Regions from separate parts of the Mus musculus genome. Here regions 1, 2 and 3 are each linked to region 4. The links are chromatin contacts, called in public Hi-C and HiCAR-type maps. All regions are on one chromosome and are shown on one strand. The core of a region is the stretch at or near the end of the contact, and the rest is flanking DNA. Distances in the headings are between cores, read along the strand shown. Region 1 has its middle 11 kb from the start of n-TKctt21. Region 2 overlaps Igf1 (insulin-like growth factor 1). Region 3 has its middle 43 kb from the start of Gm30233. Region 4 has its middle 33 kb from the start of Gm51779.

Region 1 (5,549 bases), core at 135-2,634, 490 kb before region 4:
TTCAACAAATTGGAACGCTGTAGAATTAGTTAATGAAATCAGTGGAAACCTGCAGCCAAGCTTCAAAAGTATTAATTCACTGATCGCCACCATTAGGAAGAAGATGACTGAAATGTATTATGGTTTGAATATTTGTGAAGCCCCAAAAATGTATATGTTGAAACCTAGCCTTGAGGCACTGGGGTTATAGGAAGATCTGAGGTCTTTGGGAAGGAATTAGATCCATGAAGGCAGAACCCACACGAACAGGATATGAACGCTTTGACAAATGAGAAGCCTGAAGACCACCATACTTTTTCTATTGTGTTAGGCCACAGTGAGAAGGTGGCACCCAGGAGTTAGGAAGCAGACCCTGCAGACTCTCCCAGGACTAGTCGGCCTGGGAGAGGTGAACATCCATCCTGCAGATCCAGAGGATGCTCTGGTAGAGAGGACAGGCTGGATGTTCTGATGCTTACAACAAGTCTCAGTCCAACCACGGTACCTGCCCTGCTTCCCAACTCCAGTCTGCAAACACAAGGGACTGCTCCGCTCACCTCATATAGATTCTCTTCTCTCCGTTCTTCCTCCTGCCTCTCTCACTGAGCTGCATAGCTTGCCAGGATCATCGATGTGTTCATATCGCAGTTCCCAAGCCAAAACTGCTATCGTGTATTTTCAAAGAGGCAGAGACTGGTTAACACATTAAAACTTGCTGAAGTATGTTGTAATTTTCCCACTAAGGTGAGTCCAGAGCTGAGCTCAGACTGAATTGCCATGAGAATTTTGGTTTCATTTTTGTTGTGTTGAAGAAGAAATGTTTCTTATTACTACTACTACTACTTATTCACTCTACATCCCACCCACTGCTCCTCTCCTATTCACCCTTTCCCACAATCTTTCCCCCATCCCCCTAGCCCCAGCAAAGGTATCCATCATTGGCTGAAAAGTATACATTTTTCAGCATGGAGCATTACTGCTGACAAAAACCCACTTTAGGAAGTAAGATTTCTTCTCTTATTCATAGAATGATTCATGTCACACACACTTCTTTTTTGACTCACACGGTACGTCACAACAGGCTTTGTAAGGCTTATAATTACTGAGGCTATTTTTGTGTCTCTATTCATTGCTTTCCCCCACCCGCCTTCTCTGCATTAATAACCAGTCCATCCCCCCCCCCTCATTATTCAGTACGCAGCAAAATAGAACTGGTGTCAGCCAATCAGCCTCTTGTATGGTGACTCATTTTTAGGCAGAAGCTTAAAAACATTGGTCCTTGTCAACAGAAATTAAGCCTGCTGCTACCCTATTCCTGAGGTAGATCCAGGAAAACTCTGAAATAGAATGGGAACAGATCTCATATCTAATTAGATCCTTTCTATCTCTGAGAATTGTATTCAGTGCAATCATTACTGCCACCTGCTTGACAGTGTGTACAATACTTTGTTTAAGCTTCCCCACTACTGGATCCATTTAACAGACCAAACCACTGAGGCTCAAATTAAAAACCAGGCTCCATGTGATTTGGACTTTGTACAACCATAATTTTTTTTTAAATCTCACTCCATGCATCCTCTCAGTCTATAGTTCTTCCCAGAAGATATGGATTAAAATATTGTGGAGTGCTTTCAAAGAATAATACTGGGTTTCTTACATCAGGGTCATGCAGGAGCTGGCTTGTTAGATACACAGTGGCAGCGTCTTGGGCTGGCCTAGTCAGGTGGCCATTCCCACAGCACCAGAAGATGACTCTGCAGCCCACTGAGCATTGACAGAAAACACCATGGCAAACAGCCTCAAGTAAAAGCTCAGCTGTCCTAGATGAGAAGTGAGCAAGCTAGATCTTGGAGGATCAAATGGGGTATGTCATCTGTTTCCCCAATCCATGGCAACCCCACGTTTAGCCTCACAGCCCATAACTGCCCCTTGAATCGATATCTAGATGATGCCATAAGACAGTTACTGAGCCAAACATCTTACAGGCATGTCTCTGGGGCCTTGAACCTCTCCAGCACCATCAGCAGCTTCGGTCTGGCGCCGGCTGCAGCAGCTGGAAGTTCAGAAGTCAGTGTCTTTGTGAAGCCAGGCACTCTAAATCTAATTCCAGACACAATCTGCTGCCAGCTGCAATGAGCTGCTTCTTCCTCCGGGACCTGTTTCTCCATGAGTTACATCAAGGTCCTCAATAAATGGGCGTATGGCAATAATCAACAGCTGGACAAGAAGTCAGAGGACTTGGGTTCAAATCCTGTCTCAGCCACTGTAGTTGTGCCTAGGTGATTGCAAGTCCCCTAGGTTGGTTTAGCTAACTGGGAAGTAGGGGTGGAAGCATTCACTGTAAAATCATGGGAGAGTCTCACATCTTGTAGGCAGGACAGATTGTAGGTTGGAAGATTTGTGGTTGGGTTGGTATCCCAGTTCCTTCCCAGGAAGTCTTCCTTGGTTACAGGAGATGGCTGGTTCAGGCTCCGTAGTCCCCATTACCAGGAGTCTTAGCTAAGGTCACATTCTTAGAGTCCTGGAAATTTCCACTGAACTAGGTTTCTAGCTCATTCCCAACTTGTCCCCCAACCAGTTCCAGTTGTCTCTCCCGGTATTGTTATTCCCTCCTTCCAGCTTTCCCCATATGAATGTTCCTGTTCCCATCCCCACACATTCCCAGTTTATCCATTATGTCTGTTCTTCTCCTTACCAGGGAGATTCATGTATCTCCCCCTTGAGCCCTCCTTGTTACTTAGCTTCTCTTGCTCTGCAGGTTGTAGCACAGTAATCCTTTACAGCTAATATCTGCTTATATGTGAGTACATCCCATTTTTGTTTCTCTGGGTCTGGGTTACCTCACTCAGAATGATTTTTCCTAGTTCCATCCATTTATCTGCAAATTTTATGATATTATTTAACAGCCAAATAATAGCCCATGGTATAAATGCTTCACATTTTTTAAATAATTTATTTCTTACTCACATTGCATCCTAATTGCAGACTCTCTCCCTCCTCTCCTCCCAGTCTTGCCCTTACAAATCCCTCCCCCATGACCCTCGTCCCTTCTCTGAGGAGAAGGGGAAGCCCACCTTGGATATCACTCCACCCTGGGACATCTAGTCCCAGTAGGGCTAAGCACATTCTCTCCCCACTGAGACCCAACCAGGCAGGCCAGGTAGGGAAGGGGATCCAATGGCAGGGAACAGAGTCAGAGACATTCCTCTCTGCAATTGTTAGCAGAACACATGAAGGCCAAGCTGCATATCTACTATAAATGGGGGGCGGGGGACAGGTCCAGTATTCATTATTTCCAAAGCAGCTCCTGCTAGGTCAACCTATGGCCTCCATGTCACCTTGTCACTACGCTTAAAGAGCAATCTGGTAGTACCCTTCCTCTTGGTCTAAAACACTAAGAATCAAGTCCTTCTTTTAAAGCTCTCCCTAAAAGACCTTAAAGAGGATCACTCCACTTTCCCAACCTGAACCACCCTGAGAAGTAACCCCTAAGATTTGTGGCTTTATATCTCACTGAAGTGTCAGAATCTCTCACAGTTGCTTCTTCCTGTACCCAAAGCTTCAGGTCCAGTACCGTCCCCACAATCAGTATTGACTTTGCCTCATCTACTCTTCATCTCTACTGCACACTCATTGACTGGCTTCATCCAGCTTCAATCATGCTCCATTCTTAATGGGTAGGTTGCTTCCTAATGTTTTAGAATGAATTAGAAACCTTCCTTCATGTGGCCTCCGAGATACTGAGTCATAATTGTGTACTGGGTACAAGTCAACTTATTCCCCAGCGGCACATGTATTGGTAACTCTCATCCATCGAGTACCAGTGTGAGAGGCAGTAAGATCTTAGGAGGTAGGGCATATTGGGAGGGTCTTAGGCAAATCTGAAGCATACCTTCAAAATAGATTGTGAGACTCCAAGACCTCATTGCTTTCTCTCTGGTAATCGGATATTTTCCTCACACACATATGCCTGCCAAGATGTGATATGCCTTGCTGTAGCATAGGCAGGAGGGCACTCACAAGATCTAAGCTAGTGTCCAAAAATAAAATTCCAGGCTTAAGCCAATAAATATTGCTTATCATATCCATTACCTTTATCACTATTTCCACAGACTATCTGACAAAAGCAAATTAGGGGATTAAGAGTTTATTTTGTCTGCCCTTGGAGCATTTGGTTTATCATGGGGAAGTCACACAGGGAAGGAAGAACCCGAGGCCGCTGCTCACACTGCATCCACAGCTAGGAAGAGCTAAGAGGAAACCTGGTCTGCCTTCTCTATCTTCAGCAGTATGCCCTTAACCCATTGGATGGTGCTTCCCACATCCAGGGCGGGTCTCCCCACCCAGCTACCACAACTTGGAAGCTCCTTCACCAATGATTTTTGATGGCGTCTTCTAGGTGATCCTAGATCCTTTATTCAGCTAACAACCAGGATTCACTGTCACAGGCTCCTACCTAGCCACTGTGATTGGTCCAGACGTGAGAGTCCTGAATTATCTCAAGAGCACTACAGAACTGCACCTCTCACTCTGGAGTGGAGTCATCTCTGTCTCCTCTCTTCCTTCATCCCTTCCCAGTCACTGGTTGGAAATAAGAAAGAAGAGTACCCTACCTACTACTGGCAAACACTTTCTAAAAATTCAAGCATACAACCCATAAACTAAAGATGATAATACAGACAGGAGAAACCTGAACTTGGTAACACTGTTGAACTTCTGGTTCAACTAAACCTAAAGCCTTCATACTACTGAACTTACTATAATAAACAAACAAACAATGTCAGTGTATTAGTTACTTCATGTTTATGTTACTTGAGATACAGCAAATTGATTCATACACTTTTTCTCAGTCCTTAGTTCAGTGAGCTCATGATTCTAGGCATGGCTCAGACTAGCTCCAGGGTATCTTCCACAGGTACATAATCTAGGAGTTGGTGGACAAGGACAGTGTAGACTACATTTTTAACACACTGAAGAACAATTCTTTTCTGGCTTCCACTTGTGCTGGCCCACATTTTTCTCTTCTTTCCAGACTGATCCCTGATGCATTCAGGGCAGGACAGAGGGCAGATCATTTATTACATGGAGTTGACGACAGGTGTGCTTGTGACCCATTGCCCCTGCCTCCTGCCTCTCCTTCTGGGTCCCCCACCCCCCTCAGCTGCTTCTTCCCACTTCTGATGCACTGGACATTAGGTAGCATCTATCCCCATGGAATCAGTATCCATCAAACCTCCTCTACAGGACTAGAGATGAGAGCCAAGAGACAGCTGTGGCCACCACCTGTTTTGACTGTTTGAGGTTGTTTTTCTAGACTCCCATGGTGCATTTCTCCATGGAGTGGCATTTGAATGATATTAGTGATGCCCACAGTTGATGTGGTACAGAGCTCTGCAGTGCCCTCGCATCACAGAAGCTCGGCACTGATGCAAACACTCATGTAAGCCCTGTTTTCCACATGAGGTAATGGACCAAGGGAGGGGAAATAATTTGCCAAAGTCCACACAGCTGGTGAACGAAGCCCCTATTTCCTGGATCATAGGAAATAAAGGTAGAAAAAAATGGGTCCT
Region 2 (5,304 bases), core at 2,256-4,755, 420 kb before region 4:
CCAAAGCAAAAGGTGTATATTCCAGTCTTCCATGAAGAAGCTTAAATTTTCCTATGTATTTTGAGTTTTCTATTTCTTTCCATTCAAGTCTCCAGTTGTTCATAGGCTTATTTAGTTTGGCAGAAGGTGATGGTGATTCACGAAATGAAAAAATTTGAAGGCAAAGCTACTGAAAATGGATCTAATTTCTTAGAGTAATTTGGGAGCGAGAAATTGATAATTTGTCTCCTTTTTTTCTGGTTTCATCAGCTGCCATGCTGCCAAATACTTGCACTGTATGGATGTTTGGTTATTCCTGAAACGCATAACAAATCTTAGCTGCAACTCTATCTAATATGGCTGAAGAATAAAACTATAGTTGGCTCTCGGGCTCATTGTTCTTGGCTGGGCAGCCTCGATCAATGGCTATTGAGTGAAAACACAAGATCAGATGGAAACCATTTCCAGCTTGTTCCCTCCTATGGCTCCAGCCATTTTACTGTGTTCGTCAAGCACAGCAAGTGTTCCCAACAAGTATGGCTATATTTTCAGCACAGATGCAAATGATAGTGAGTTCCACTCTCTCAGCTTGGGTGTTGAGAGAGTATTTTTTACGTTTGGGATTACTTCTTTCCTGCTGGCTCTTACCTCCCAGGGTGGAACAGTTATTTGGAGGCAATGTCTTAGATGCTCAATGATGTAGTCACATAGTAGGCTTCCCTTAAGTTAGATTTTTTTTTTGAGGATCCTAAAGTTGTAGGAATGTAAGACTTTGAAAAGTGTTCATGCCCTAAGTCTGGTTGGCATTCTTAGACTTATCATAATAATGCTTTTACATGAGACTGTGGGATTTTATCTTAATACATAAGCTACTGATTGACCAGTAACTATGCAGAAGTGATGTATAAGCTAAAGACAAAGAGGGACTTACTTCTAGCTAGTTCAGAAGCTCTCACTTGCTCCTGGAAACCTTACAGTCGCTAGATAGGTGATGGGTTTCAAGATAAATAACTTTGACCTCACTCTTACCACCACATTAAAAAACAACAACAACAACAAAAAAAAAAAACTAGCAATACTAAAAAATAGAGAAATCTATCCCTTCAGGGATGTGATTGATAAATATAAAAAGTGTTTTATATCCAGAAACAACCTATTGTTCACATTGGGTCAAGTGTGTTTGACTAGCAAATGCTCTTAAAGATGCATGTTAATGTCGCGTGGTGTATGAAGGTAGATCTGAAGGCAGGCTGCTCAAAACACCCTAGGAGCTTATTGGAGAGGCAGGATCAGGGGCTCCTAGCACCCTCAAATAATCTCAAATTTGCATGTTAACTAGATCCCTTGGGGGATTGCATGGGCACTGGGGTCGGAGAAAACTTGTTTTAGAAAATAATGTGTGGCATTCATTCCAGAAGAAAGAATAAAAAGTAGGCACTGCTCAGCTTCTACTGAAGCCGAACGATAATGCTGAGGTCAAGCCTGCTTATAGTTTCTTCCAATGTAGAAGGCGAGGCAGTAGCCTCTATTTTCTCAAGTTAGTGGTTTCTCTACAGAGGAAATACAGAGATGCTCTAAGGATAACCCTGTGGCCTGATTTTCTGTGAACTAGAAATTGGAATTCCCAATTGCTGTAGCTGCAATTTTCAAACCTGTCACCAGGGCCAGGAACTGAGCTCCAAGACCTTAAGATCTTGCCAGTTTCTTTCTCAAGAGTTACAGTTTTCAGAAATAACCCAGCAACAGTGCTGTGTGTATATGTGCGTGCATGTACGCATATGTGTCTACGTATATACGTGCATTTGTACACATATATGTCTGCTTATGTGTGTATATTATATAAAAGTGCATTAAGCAAGAAAATGTGTTTCATTCCTATCACTTTGCCTCCATCTTTATGCCAGCCAGATTCTCAGATTTCTATTAGTCTCTGCTGACTGTTTCCCTCATGGCTCCTGTTTTGGTTTAATAGAAATGATTGGGTATGATAAGAATATATTTCTACCACCCATCAGAAGGCAAAGGATAAACTTTGAAACTGTGTCTCAAAGTAATATCCAAGTTTCCCCAGGGCCATTCTAGAATATGACAAATCCCCTGCTTGAGCATAATAATACAGGACCAGGCACACACACACACACACACACACACACACACACACACTCACACACACAAGACAGCCTCCTGGGGATTTGGTCCTATAGCAGAGCAGATAAAGATGAAAGCAAGCCAGCTTGAACTTCTGTCCCTTAAATGAGGCTAGAAAGAAACAAGAGTGGTTTTAAATCAGATAGTTAGAAGATCTTGGAACTACTCAGAACTAAATAAATCTAGTGAATGTAATAATCAAATTTGCCACTGGAACAATGCTATTAAGATTAACTAAGGTGTTCTACCTTGGAAATAGGTAATGGTGATCTCTTTTCTCTGTTTTTCAGGGGAAAAGAATAGACAATACAACTTCCACGTTTTCTTATATGCACTTTTCTTAAGCTCTTTGAAACTTCTTAAAGATACTTGGTCTAGAATCTTGGTGTTGTTCTTAGACCAAATTGTTACATTTGATCTGTTTAGAACCAGGTGACAACTATTTGCATACAATCACATCACTGACTCAATATTGACAAAATAATATCTACAGCCTTATCTGGAACAAGCAGTTCACAATGAATCTGAATCTCCTTAGTCCTGCTTTTAAAGGGTCCAGTTAGATACGGAGTCAAGTATATTGTTTGTCTTCACGGTTGCTAGCACTCTTCTCTCATTAACCTTTACCTGGCTCTTTGATAAAAACACATAGAAGTTAAATCACAGCAACCACCAGTTTCACTGTAGACTCAGCCACTGAGTATCTGCTTTGTGGTGAACGGAGTCCATGGGAAAATGAAGCCTGCCTTGACAGAAGATTTACTCTTGTGCCACAAGGACTCCTTAAATATCAATCTTACAACCCAAATCATAAGGGTATATTTCCTGCATTCTCTGATTCCGTCTCTTGATTTCACCATTTACAGAATGTGCTCTGCTTGGCCCTGGCCTGATAACAAGAGGTTAAAAAGTAAGCACAACCACTACACTCATGGAGTTGGTGAGCAGATCTCACAAGATTCCAGTCGCCACTCAAAACCCATCCAACTGTAACCCACATACATGAATTGTTATATGTGTGTGTGTGTGTGTGTGTGTGTGTGTTTATAAACATCAAAATATCCTAAATGAAAGCAAAAGGTAACACAGTCTCTTGGAAAATAGGCTGGCATACTATGGCGGGATCTGCTTTGAAGCCCAAGTGGCATCCCTTGTCTGCAGCTTTCAGAATATGCACTGTGAGCCCAGCACACACCATAGTGACCTTGAAGGGTTGCTTCATTCATTTATATAGTCATCTGCTGTTAGCACCAGCCCACACTGTTTCTGCTGAAGATATGCACAATCCCTTTGGATGCAAAATATCCACTTTTCTCTCATTCAATCCATCATGCATTTATTGGCTCTGTAAGATCACCCACTCACTCGGCTAACTTCCGCTGACTCATAGGAATACCACACAGACTTTATCTTTTGCACAACTTCATAGCTCTCCCCAGACATACCAAAGGTACACGTCATCAAGAATTTGTAAGCTATCAGGCTCTCTTTATTGAAAGAAGAACCCAAGTCTGAAATCCCAAACATTTAATAAACTTAGAGATCATCAAAGGGATGCTCCTTCAACAGCAAGTGAAGAATTTGGCTACAGGCCTTGTCAAGCAGAAAAGGCCAGGTTTGTAGCCAACTTAATGAATCATTTATGCAATCATCCAGTATGTTTAAGACAGTGTGGACCATCAAACTCAACTTTTTTAGACAAAGCAAGCTGTAGCATTATAGTTTGTTTTGCACCAAGATCGAGAACAGCTGTTACCAATTCACTGGAAGATTCCACATGTGTCCCTCCATCCAGTCCCATCACCATTCTGAGCCTCCTCATCACTCAGCAAAACTATTGCAACAGCTTCCTCGATACTCGCTCTGTGTCCAATCTTGCCTGACTCCAGCCATCCCACCCAGGAGATTCATCTTTATAAACACAGTTCTAATCGCTTTATTCCTTTCCTAAACAACTTTCCAGTGACCATGCATGGCTAAATAAATTGAGCCCAAATTCTCTAATTTGACAGCAAGGCATGTTAAAAGAGGGCCACTGCCAGACTTTGTCCAGTTGCATTTCTTAATGTTTCCCTACAGCAGAACCCACAAACCAACAGCCTGTATCTTGTATCTAGTCTTCATAAGTATTTTTCTTGGAAAAGACTGTGTTGGTTTTTTTTAATCTGAATTATCTGCCAATATCTTATTTATTTATTTATTTATTTACAACCCAAATGTTGCCTCCCCCGAACCCCCACTGATTTCCCCTCAAAGAATTCCTCTCCTCATCCCATCTCCCCTTAGCCTCTAAGACCTGGGATAGGTCTAAGAGGGTAGCTCCCCCTGCTTACCACCCCACACTGGTGCATGAAGTCTCTACAGGATTAGGCACATCTTCTCCCACTGAGTCCAAACAAGGCAGCACTCTGCTACATATGTGCCAGGGGCCTTGAACCAGCCCATGTATGCTCTTTGGTTGGTGGCTCAGTCCCTGAGAGCTCCCAGGGGTCCAAGTTAGTTGACACTGTTGGTCTTCCTGTAGGATTGTCATTTTTTGAGGGCCTTCAATCTTTCCCCCTAACTCTTCCACAGGGGTCCCCGACCTCCATCCAAAGTTTGTCTGTGGGTATCTGCATCTGTCTCAGTTGGCTGATGGGTAGCGCCTCTCAGAGGGCTACTATACTAGGCCCCTGTCTTCAAGTGTAACATAGCATCATTGATAGTGTGATGAATTGTTACCTGTTCCTGAAATAGGTCTTAAAATGGGCTAGTCAGCCATTCCTTCAGTCTCTGCTCCATCTTTGTCCTTGCATTGCTTTTAGACAGGACCAATTTTTGGCCAATATTCATTGAAGGACAACTCTCTTCATCTTGATACGTCTTTTCCTTTCTGCCTCACCTAAACTTCCATTGTTCTCAACTATCTTACTCTGGCCCATTTCACCTCTTAATATGACTTGCTTCAGTCCAAAAGTCCCTGAATCAGTTGGCTTATTGGGTCTACAAATGTCCGCAACATCTTCCAACATCCAACCTACATGATTTATTACCAGGTTTTGTTCATGGGTTTGTTCTCTCAGATGTAACTGACTTTGTAAAGTCTTCTAGCAGATGTCAACTTTCTTCTGAAACAAGAAAGCATTAATATTACTCTAGATGCTTTTATAATGTGTTCTATTTCATGTTGTTGGGTTT
Region 3 (5,053 bases), core at 457-2,956, 260 kb before region 4:
CAGTCCAGCTGTTAAGTTATCATTGCTCCTACAGCGTCTTTCTCCTAGACTCCTCAACACTAACTGTGAAGCCCACAAAGTACTGTACGCCCACTCTCTCCTCGCAGTAAATGGCACTAAGTATTTATTAAGATGATTGTAATCGTCCAGCAGAAACAGCCTCACCGAATCTTGTCATCTGGTTTGGAACTCTGTCATAACCTATCACAGATAAGGTCCTTGTGTCAACGGCAATGTACTCATGGGCTCAGAAAAGAGGACACTTCTGTTCCTTCTGATCGTGTACACAGTCTGTTGTTTGCTGAGCTGGAAATGAACACTTTGATTCTGGGTCCTCTGCCTTGCTCCTCTCCTCTATCCAACCAAGAACTCTTTTTTCTCAAGATCTTGAGGTAAATATTTCCAGATGTTAAAAAAAAAAAAAAAAAAAAGGAAAGGAGAAAAAAAAAAAAAAAAAAACCTCCCAATTTCCTGGCCCTGGCTTCAGATTAAAAGCATCAGCAGTTCAAGTGAACTACCATTATACAGTGCATAGAAAAGGGAATGAAGGTATTGGAGTTAAGCTAAAAATCTACACAAAGTGGGCCAAAGCTGGAAGTCCAGCTCAAAGCTCTTAACTGTCACCAACTCTGCAGGTGGCCTTGTTCACATCTGCTTCTATGGCAGAAGCCTAGATTATAAATTCCCCAACTGTACCCTAGTTCTGCGACAGCTATGAGGATATTTCAAACATACTGCTTCAGCATCTATGTGTTTACTGGCACATCTTTACACAGCTGCCACTCCCCACGTTTGTACATATATGGATTGAAGCCTTCAGTTTGAGTCTTCAGATGGCCACAGTTCTCCCCAAGACTTCTACAAGTTTGTAAGACGAGCTTTTGTGCTAACCTCATCTCATGATACATACCAATCCTGAAATAAAATGCAGCCTCCTTAATTCCTATAAGAAAAAAAAAAAGTTTATCACACAGAGTATATGCTGAAGAGATGAGAGTCACAGACCAAGCTTCTTAAAACTCCGGGATCTGGAGAGATGGCTCACTGGTTAAGCACATTTTTATTATTCTTTTACGCTGAATTTGGGGCTATATCTTTTATATTCTGAACCAGCATATCTTAAACAAGCTACCCCCCAAAATTTTAGGGCCACTGATTCACTGCCTTCGATATATAGCTTGAAGACTTAGGAGAAAAACACAGAACAGTACATTGATGTTCCAATGTAACTTAAATTTAAGCTCTATAAATGATAGGCAGCCTGGATTCAGCCAGCTCCTGAGAAACAGCTTGAACAACTTTGACACAGGACCAAGTCAATGCTGGTGTCACTTTGGTACAAAGAATACTAGACCAGGAGTCCAAGCTCATTGTGTGACCTGGGAACGCTACTTAACATCAGGACCTCAGGTTCCTGGGGGGGGAAATTCTACTTTTCCTGATTAACTCCAAGGACTTCGTGAAGGATACAATGAGCTCATGTATGTGAAAACACTTGTGGGAGGAGGGGAAGATAAATAGCTCTCTGCAAGGGATAGGTATTATTTCAAAGTCCTGCTTGGACCTGGGAAATATCAATCTTCTGTTACCAGCATGCTAGGGAGGCAGCCTGTGGAGTTTTTCAAGAAGCCCAGAGGATCCAAGTTAGGCAGCTCATTGCTCAGGCCGAATAGGCAGGCAGAGAGGGAAATTCTTGATTCAGGGGAGCATCTGCTTGTGATTAAGGCCCAGAGGCGTGAGCCTGAACTGGAGGCCATGCTTCAGACGGCTTCATAGCAACGGTCCCAAGTTGTAAAACAGATCCCGTCCTTTTAAAGTGGATATGAAAGGCAAACATGAACGTGTTCTCCTGCAGCTACAAGAAACAAAATAACACTTGTTTAACATACCATACAATACACACACACACACACACACACACACACACACGGAAACATCAGGCAGAGACTAATGTGAGAGAAAAGTCCCTACACAATAACCTCCACACCATGCACCGAAGAGCTCGCCTGTACTCTGTTCATTGCAAAATATATTTGCAGAGTGCCTCCCCCGGCGCCCCCTCTTAGCACATTCTTCCTTTCAAGTTCAAGTTTGGTTGATTTGTGTGCCTGACAAAAATACATTAAAAATTTTAAAAAAAAAGGACAAAACAACAACAACATTTTTATCCAAAATTTACTATGAGCTTGATCTGGCTATAGTCAAAGGAAATGTATTCATGATAACTCCGAAGAGATGTTAGGCTTGGATGAAGACGAAAGCTCTCTGCCAGGTGGAAGAAGAGCAACCGTAAGGTATCCAAGTGGGTCAGGTGAGCGAGATGTTCCGAGATGGAATAGGAAGAGGAGACAGCAGATCTGAAGGCTCCCATTAGGGCCATTTCATGGGCACGTGCAGGTTGTAATGGACCGGAGGAGCGCAACTTGTACTCAAAGTAAAAGCCTTAGGGAGGATCGGTTTTAAAAATATGAAAGAAGGCCAGACTAGATGTCTAAGGTAGGTCAGACCCTACTAAGCAAGCTATAAATTTTATCTGAAGGTATATGAGAAAAAAAAACAAAACAAAACATGATGTTCTGCACCAGAAGAAAATCCTGGGGTTTATGGGGAACATTCGGAAAGATAGCCAGAGTCTGCTCTGTGAACAGCCTGTCTGGGCTAAGCTCCATCCTTCCAGAAGCACTTGAGGCAAACGTAGGGAGACCTGTGACTGTGGCCAACACAATGGAGTGAAAGACTGAAGTAGAGGCAAGGGTTTCTGTATGACCGAGAGGCTTCCATCCAAGAGCGCTGCTTTAGGCAGCAGAGCACCAGGCCTGTGAAACCAGCCTCTAGCCAAAGGAAACGCTGCAGGCATTGCTGTGTGGTTAGGAAGAGCTGTTACCATCCATTAGAAAATGGATGCTCGCCTTGTAAAGTAAATCACCACACGCCGTTCCATCTACCTTACAGAAACCACTTCTCTGAGGCACCCAATAGACTAAGAATATTAAAACGTGATGCGGAACTTAGGACCTAAGTTTTAGTTTGTCAGCTCCATGCTATGGTGGGATTTTAGATGGGACATTTATCTTATGGAAACCTCCAAGGTAGAAATGGGGAGGAGGGCAGATGACCTTCAGGGTCTCTTCCCGCTGTAACAGGGTATGACTCCAGTTAGCATATAAAATAATTGAAGAGGTCTGGAAAGCTATATACATCAAAACATTACAAGAGGATACCTCTAGGGAGTAGGATTCGGTCTGGGGTAGACTCAGTTGGAAAGAAAACAGCCAGAGAACATTTCCAGAAGGGAAAAATTCAGAGGCAGAAGGGATTTTTTTAAACGAACCATTAAACCAGGAAATGGTCCAGTAAGATATAAAATAATAAAGTGTAGAAGTTCAGATATCAAAAGACTGCTAGAAGTTGGAACTGAGCATATAAGCAGAAAGAATGAAGGGTCTTGGAAGAGCCAGAAGTAGGATGGTTTTTCCTTCCTTGTGCTGGCTGGTGCCTGTTTGGGAAGCCCAGAGTAGAGCCATCAGAAGATGTTCAATTCCATTTAAGTCCTTATCCTCCACGGAGCAAGCCTCCTCATCCAGGTCCTAAGGAGTGGAAGTGCAACCATCTGAGGACCCATTCTTAGGCTCCCGGTGTAGCACATAATCTGGTTTTCTGGTCCTATGTGATGGAAGGCAGAGCTCATCTGCCCTGCACTCATTGCTACCATTTCCCAGATTTCAACGTCATCAGTGATATGTTGTTTTGTCACGGCTCTTCTCTGTCATTGCCAGCTTCCAGGACTGCAGACTTGTCATCCAATTTTTTTTTAAGGGAAGGGGGGGGGGTCATTTGCTCAGTTGGCAAAGTGCTTACTTACTTTGCAAGGAGGAGGACCAAGATTCAGTCCCCAAAACCCATGTTTTAAGATGAAATAAAGATCAGAAATCAGAGCACATTGGTCATACACCCAGCACTAGAGAACCTGAGATAGACCGATCCATTGGGCTTGCTGGTCAGCCAGTTTAGCATAAGCAGGGAGTTCCAGGACAAGGGAGGACCCTATTTCCGAAACCAGGGTGGATGGCTCCTCTGTTTTCAGGAATTTCCCATAATTATCAGTGACTCTCTCAACAGGACCCCCAAATGCATTTTTTTTCTAGTCAAAAAGCTGGCTACAGCTATGTGGCTAATGGCCTCTGTTGTTGTTTTCTTCTGGGGTTGCCCCTCAAATATTTGCCAACCACAAATTTTCATTGATCCAATGAAAAACTGCAAAACCTAGACCAATCATTGTTATGGTATCACTGGAGATCATAGCAAGTTCACTATTAGAGGACCCAAGGAAAATTCTGGAAATTTTTTAAGAAAAGGCAGAATAAAGACTGGAAATCCAACATTCCAGAGACCTGTCAGAGCTACAGCATTGTATTTGTAGCATAAAGTACCATGTCCAATGTCTACTTCCAGACTCAAGATGTGGTTCTTACCTTCTTTCTCCAAACTCTCACTTCCACTTCTAAGACATACAGATGGAAAAGAAACTGATATCTCAGAAACCAAAGAATGAGTCAAGCATAGTCACATGCAACTGTAAATCCAGTGTTCAGAAAGGCGATGTAGGAAGATGGGGAGTGTGGGGCCAGCCTGGGCTACAAAGCAAGCCCTTATATATCAAAAACCAAATAAATGAGTAAAAAAACAAACAGACCAACTGAAAGAATATAGAAACATTCAAATTAGCAAGGGCAATGAGAACCCGGAAGAGCAGTAGTGTTTTGGGGATTGGAATCCCAATGGGAAGGGCGAAGGGTGAGAATTGAGCCCAAATCTGTGAAATATTACTTCCTACTGCTCTCCAACCGATTTTATGCGGTAGTTTGCTCTTATTCATTCATTCATTTGTTTGTTTGTTTGTTTGTTTATTGGTTAAAGAATTCTGATTACCCCACAAAGAAAACATATATGGGATTAGGAACAGAGTAACAGCAACTTAGTAACCTTCGGCAGCATCTTTTCACATGGGTAAGTTACAGTCTCTCCACTGAATGTGTAAGCTGTAACCTCAGTT
Region 4 (5,087 bases), core at 697-3,196:
TCCTAGGTTATATAAGAGTACAGGCTAGACCAGGTGGTGACTCACGAGCCCTCCTAGTACTCCGGAGGCAGAGACAGGTGGATCTCTATGAGTTTGAGACCAGCCCGCTCTACAGAGCTAGTTTCATGACATTCAGGCTATGCAGAGAAACCCTGTCTTGAAACAGACAAACAAACAAACAAAAGATGCAGGCTAAGCAAGTCCTGGGGTGTGGGGGGGAGATATGGCTTCTGCTACAGTTCCTGCCTCCAGGCCCCTTCCTGGGTTTTCTACGCCGAGTTCCCTAGTGTCAGGACACATAAGCTGAAATATACCTTTCCTACCCAAATTGGTTTTGACCAGGCCTTTACACAGCCATAGAAAGCAAACCAGGACAGGGCCATAGGTTTATTCCCTTGTTACCAGTAAATAAATGCAATTTTTTATGTAGCATTTAGTAACTTTACCTGATTAGTTAAGCATTATTATTGTTGCTGCTTTGAAGCCGAGTCCTATTATACAGTTCAGGCTGGCTGGGAACATGCTATGTAGCCCAGAACATGAACTCATAATCCTTCTGCCTCTCAAGCATTAGGCTTACAGGCACATACCACCATGCCTGGAGAGTTAGGTATTATTACTTTTATTTCATGGAGGAGAAAATTGATACTCAGGGAAGTCAAGCCAAGGATTACACAGTTGCTAGGAGACATTGTTGATATTTAAACACAGATCTTTGGCTTCCAAGTCCCCTACATTTGCCACAAGCTTTCATTTGTTCTTCCATGCAAACCACTGCACCATTGGCTGTATCTCCTTACGTCCTGTCATCCGTGTGCGCATTTGTTCTAAAGGACTAGATTTTTCTATTAGGAAAGAGACATAGAAAATGTGCAAGTCTCTACGTAAGAAATGGTGTTTTCTCATTCCTGGCAAAGCCCTGGCAGGATGAGGCCCTTCGTGTGTTTACATAAAATGTTAGTCCTAGAAAATGCTTTAGAAAGCAGACCCAGCTGAGGCTTGGCTGGAGTGTGAGAGGGGAAGAGGAGCCTTTCTCCATCTTGATTGCTGTCTGTCTAGGTCCCCAGGCTTGATTGGGACTGGTATCCAGGCTAAGCCTGAAAGGGGCTCAAACAAGCCTAGCATCTGGGGTGGGGCCCAGCTTGAAGACAGCGCATGTGTTTTGAATTGGCAATTCTTTTAACAGAAGCAATTTGGAACCCAGTCAGGGAAGCTGCTGCTGGGACTGTTACAGCCATTTTCCGTGTCCCCTGAGGGCAGTGCCTCTGAAGGGACTGCAGTTAGATCCTAGGGAGAACTTGACATTCACAAGTGACTTTGAGAACTTTGCTATTAGTGAAGGCTCTGAAGAAAGACGAGGGCATCGCGCACAAGTGTGTGCTGTGTTACCTGCGGTTGGAACCAGAAAGTGAAAATAGGACCCCTTGATATAATAATAGTTCCCAGCAATGACTCCATCATTTGACAACCTAGTCCAAATCTGAGCTTACGGGTTCAGTAACTGGGGCCAAGTTTCTACTCCACTGTGGTTCTCGGTTTCCTCACCCAGAGCGGAGCGACTGAGGTTGAAGTAAAATATACCCCACTTTATGGAAGGTGTTCGGCGGATACTCATTTCATCTTTTTCTTATGAAGCTTTTCCTAGTCTGTGACTCTATGATTCAGCACTTCCTGGAATTCTAAGGCACCAGTAACTTTCCAAGAGTGTAAACTGTCTCCTCTGTCACGTCCAAGTTCTTCCCAGCATCCCTGCGAGAGGAGCGGGGTAGTGACTGGTCAGAGATCCTCAACTGAGCTCGGTGTTCCGCGTCGGCTTCCTCTTCTGCTCCCATTCGGACAAAGATGAAATTGTCCAAACAAGTTGTTTCACAGGGTAGTGGAGCCCTGGTGGGTGTGATGTGATGCTTCACACCCCTCGCTGCTGGTGAAGATTAACATCTGGAATCTCTGGAACACCCAGGACTAGGTCGATTGTAGTACTGGGAGGTTGCACCCTGTTTAAGAACAGGAGTCAGAACCTCGAGCACTGGAAGGGCTGGTACTGAGCAGCCTCACTTGAGAGCCTTGGTCACTTTCTATATACAAAGAAATGATGCTGTTAACTGAATGTTGAAAATCCTCTAAACTCAAAAGTTCTCTGAACCAGCCATGTACAGACTATCTCTGTGGGAACATAGCCTCTGCCTCTGCCTGTGGGCTACCGTCCAATTCCCATTTATACTTTCTTCTGAGGGCAAGCTTTTAAAAGGCTTTTGTGAAGGAGTCTTCCTAAATGGAACCCTTACATTCAGGGAGTATTGGTTGGGAAGACAGGACATACACAGAAAGAAACCAATAGCCTGCTAAGTATTTCCGAAGGACTTGAATGTTAACTCAGTGGTAGAGACTTTGCCTGTATACACAAGACCCTGAGTTAAGTCCCTAGCACCCAAAAGGGGGAAAGTCACTCCATGAGTTAATTGTGTTTAAGTTGGGCTGCCTTCATTAATATGTGCCACATGACAAAGATGATAAAAAGATATGTATGTCCATTTTGCACCAAAGCCCCTTATAGCCTGCCAGATCATTAAAAGCAGCAAAGTTATAGAACATTAAGGGTTTTTTTTAATTTAAACAAATGTATATTCTAAAGACATCTGTCTCTCCCCTGTATGGATAGCAATATGTAGCCCAGGCTAGACTTGAATTCCCCATCTTCCTGCCTTAGCCTTCTGACTGCCAGGTTTAGAGTCGTGCATACCACACCCTGCGCCCTCCTTTTTAATTTATAATAAAAGAATTTATAAAGAAAAAAATAAGGCCTTCCATGGTCAACCACAGCTGGCTCAAAGTGAGCACAAGCCACTGATATGTAGATGAAAAGTCTTGCTTTATGGGATTCCACCCCCCACCTGATCTCTGAGGATAAGGGCAAAAGATTTCTTTTCTGAATTCTGTCCCTTTCTTCCACCACCACCACCACCACCACCACCCATCCAGAAGAAACAGAAATCCAAAAGGGATAGGAGCAAGTTCTCAGTAGCTTTCCATTCAGTTGAGAAAGGATCTGCTCAAGTGCCCCTGGTTGCCACAGCTCCAGCCTGGCCCTTCCTTGCCAAGTCTGGAGTGTGGCAGTCATTATGACAGTCCACTAGCGCCCCCTGTGGTCCATTTCAGGAAACTAGCCATGACCTGTAAATTTGCCGAACCTTTAAACCTTTCTAACAAATCTCAGGATTTCATAATCATAGTTGCAGCTTTGATCCCTGAGGAACAACTGGAAGCCACGTCCCGTGGTTATCTCCTGAGCATACAGGATACTGGAAAGTGCCTCTTCAAAAGCACCCAGCCACATAAAAAAGACAAAGTGTGGAATTAGTTATGAGCATTATTATGTAAGGCAAAGGGGTTGGGAAATGCTGGGTTAAGTAGGATTCAATAAATATTAAATATGAAGGTTCTTTTCTGCTCTTCTTCAGAGCGTCTGACGTGTAGTTTATATCTCTCAAGGGGAAATGATATTTCTCCCATTGCCAGAAGGAAGTGTAAAGAAATTGTCACTCCGGTTTGTAAATGAAGTCCCAGGAAGGTGACAGAGTTCCCTTGGAGGTGGGGGTCATCACTAACACACACACACACACACACACACACACACACACACAGAGGGGGTGAGGAAAAAAGAGGGAGAAGGAGAGGAAGGAGAGGAGGGAGAGAGGGAGAAGAGTGTTCATGCTGCTATAGAACATGGTTGTTTGTAGAACAGAAAATGGCGTTACTTTCAACCAGCTGTGTTGGGGAATCAAGTAGACCCTTTTCATGTTCAGTTTGGTCCACCTCTTCAGGGAGAATTGTTCCCAGTTCTCTGTTCTGAAAACCAAAAAACCTCTTTTGTTGTATGCAATTCTCTGTTCAATAAATACTTATTAAACATCAACTGGATACACAAGCAAAATAACACATGGTCCAAGAAGAGCAAAGATTGGATGGATGAGATCTCTGCTCTGTGCTGGCTGTGTTCGTGGACAAGCTGTTTATCCCCCTTAAGAGGCCAATGGGACTGATGATAGCAGCTCCTTTGATAAAATATGTTGAGGATTTAATCCCACAGTGCTCAAACTGTGGGTCTCAACCCTCTCTTTTTTTATTAGATATTTTCTTCATTTACATTTCAAATGCTATCCTGAAAGTCCCCTGTACCCTCCCCCAGCCCTGTTACCCTACCCACCCACTATTGCTTCCTGGTCCTGGCGTTCCCCTGTACTGGGGCATATGATCTTCGAAAGACCAAGGGCCTCTCCTCCCATTGATGGCCGACTAGGCCATCCTCTGCTACATATGCAACTAGAGACACAGTTCTGGTGGGTACTGGTTACTTCATATTGTTGACCCAAAGATTTATTTATTGTATATGTATGAGTACACTGTAGTTGTCTTCAGACATATCAAATCCCATTACACAGGGTTGTGAGCCACCATGTGGTTGTTGGGAATTGAACTCAGGACCTCTGGGAGAGTAGTTGGGGCTCTTAACCACTGACCCATCTCTCCAGTCCTCAACCCTTTCATCTCAGCTATCCTGCATATCACATATTTGCATTATGCTTCGTAACAGTAGCAAAATTACAGTTACAAAGTAGCAATGAGGATAATTTTATGGTTGAGGGTCACCACAGCATGAGGAACTGTATTAAAGGATCACAGCATTGGGAAGGTGAGAGCCCCTACTTTAATAAGGTAATACCCACAGAATGGCTAGCACAAGGCTAGCATATAAAGGAAACTCAGTAACTATTTATTTACTTCAGTTATTGTTGTTGTTGTTGTTGTTGAGATAATTCAGGCATGGCGCCTGCCCTCAAGGACTTGATAGTCCCTTGAGAGACAGATGACAAGGACATTTGACATAGCAATATGAAGGAATGGGTCAGAGAGAGCAATGCCACTTGCCCACACCAGCCTGCTCTTAGTGACTAGCTCAAGTGCCATTTAAATTTCATTCTTGTGGCTGCAGAGATGGCTCAGTGATTAGGAGCACTGGCTGCTCAATTCCCAGCAACCACATGGTGGCTCACAACCACCTGTAATAGGATCTGATGCCCTCTACTGGC

Evidence for each region. A called contact is a pair of places that touch in the nucleus more often than the background predicts. HiCAR-type assays count read pairs that join an accessible place to other places.
Region 1: a contact with region 4 is called in a HiCAR-type map of fibro-adipogenic progenitors, with 6 times the contacts expected there. The contact joins two enhancer-like sites. A contact is called at or near these places in 1 of 484 Hi-C or Micro-C datasets (uterus) and 3 of 115 datasets of contacts at active chromatin or transcription factors (VIP interneurons, fibro-adipogenic progenitors and microglia).
Region 2: a HiCAR-type map of fibro-adipogenic progenitors shows a contact between it and region 4, with 6 times the contacts expected there. The contact joins two enhancer-like sites. A contact is called at or near these places in 22 of 39 promoter capture datasets (the 3T3-L1 cell line, 3T3-L1-derived adipocytes, the C10 cell line and 15 more), 1 of 15 datasets of contacts at CTCF or cohesin (the NIH/3T3 cell line), 19 of 484 Hi-C or Micro-C datasets (the AML12 cell line, the BV-2 cell line, the C2C12 cell line and 11 more), 7 of 115 datasets of contacts at active chromatin or transcription factors (cardiomyocytes, craniofacial prominence, embryonic basal ganglia and 4 more) and 4 of 9 other capture datasets (adipose tissue, embryonic tail, liver and 1 more).
Region 3: a Hi-C map of uterus shows a contact between it and region 4. The contact joins two enhancer-like sites. A contact is called at or near these places in 3 of 484 Hi-C or Micro-C datasets (embryonic fibroblasts, nephron progenitors and uterus).

What each region holds. Positions count from the first base shown.
Region 1 is chr10:87,815,962-87,821,510 of GRCm38.p6, forward strand. No RefSeq gene overlaps it. Among named protein-coding and RNA genes, the nearest start is that of n-TKctt21, 11 kb to the right of the region's middle. Within about 2 kb of position 1,385, at least 20 of the 459 cell types and tissues checked have an H3K27ac peak or open chromatin away from gene starts, as enhancers often do. A contact at or near this core is called in fibro-adipogenic progenitors, where this site is marked.
Region 2 is chr10:87,876,661-87,881,964 of GRCm38.p6, forward strand. All of the region lies in intron 2 of Igf1 (insulin-like growth factor 1), which reads left to right. Among named protein-coding and RNA genes, the nearest start is that of Igf1os, 16 kb to the left of the region's middle. Within about 2 kb of position 3,506, at least 35 of the 459 cell types and tissues checked have an H3K27ac peak or open chromatin away from gene starts, as enhancers often do. A contact at or near this core is called in fibro-adipogenic progenitors, where this site is marked.
Region 3 is chr10:88,044,620-88,049,672 of GRCm38.p6, forward strand. No RefSeq gene overlaps it. Among named protein-coding and RNA genes, the nearest start is that of Gm30233, 43 kb to the right of the region's middle. Within about 2 kb of position 1,707, at least 37 of the 459 cell types and tissues checked have an H3K27ac peak or open chromatin away from gene starts, as enhancers often do. A contact at or near this core is called in uterus, where this site is marked.
Region 4 is chr10:88,301,380-88,306,466 of GRCm38.p6, forward strand. It overlaps a transcript of Washc3 not described here. Among named protein-coding and RNA genes, the nearest start is that of Gm51779, 33 kb to the right of the region's middle. Within about 2 kb of position 1,947, at least 39 of the 459 cell types and tissues checked have an H3K27ac peak or open chromatin away from gene starts, as enhancers often do. A contact at or near this core is called in fibro-adipogenic progenitors and uterus, where this site is marked.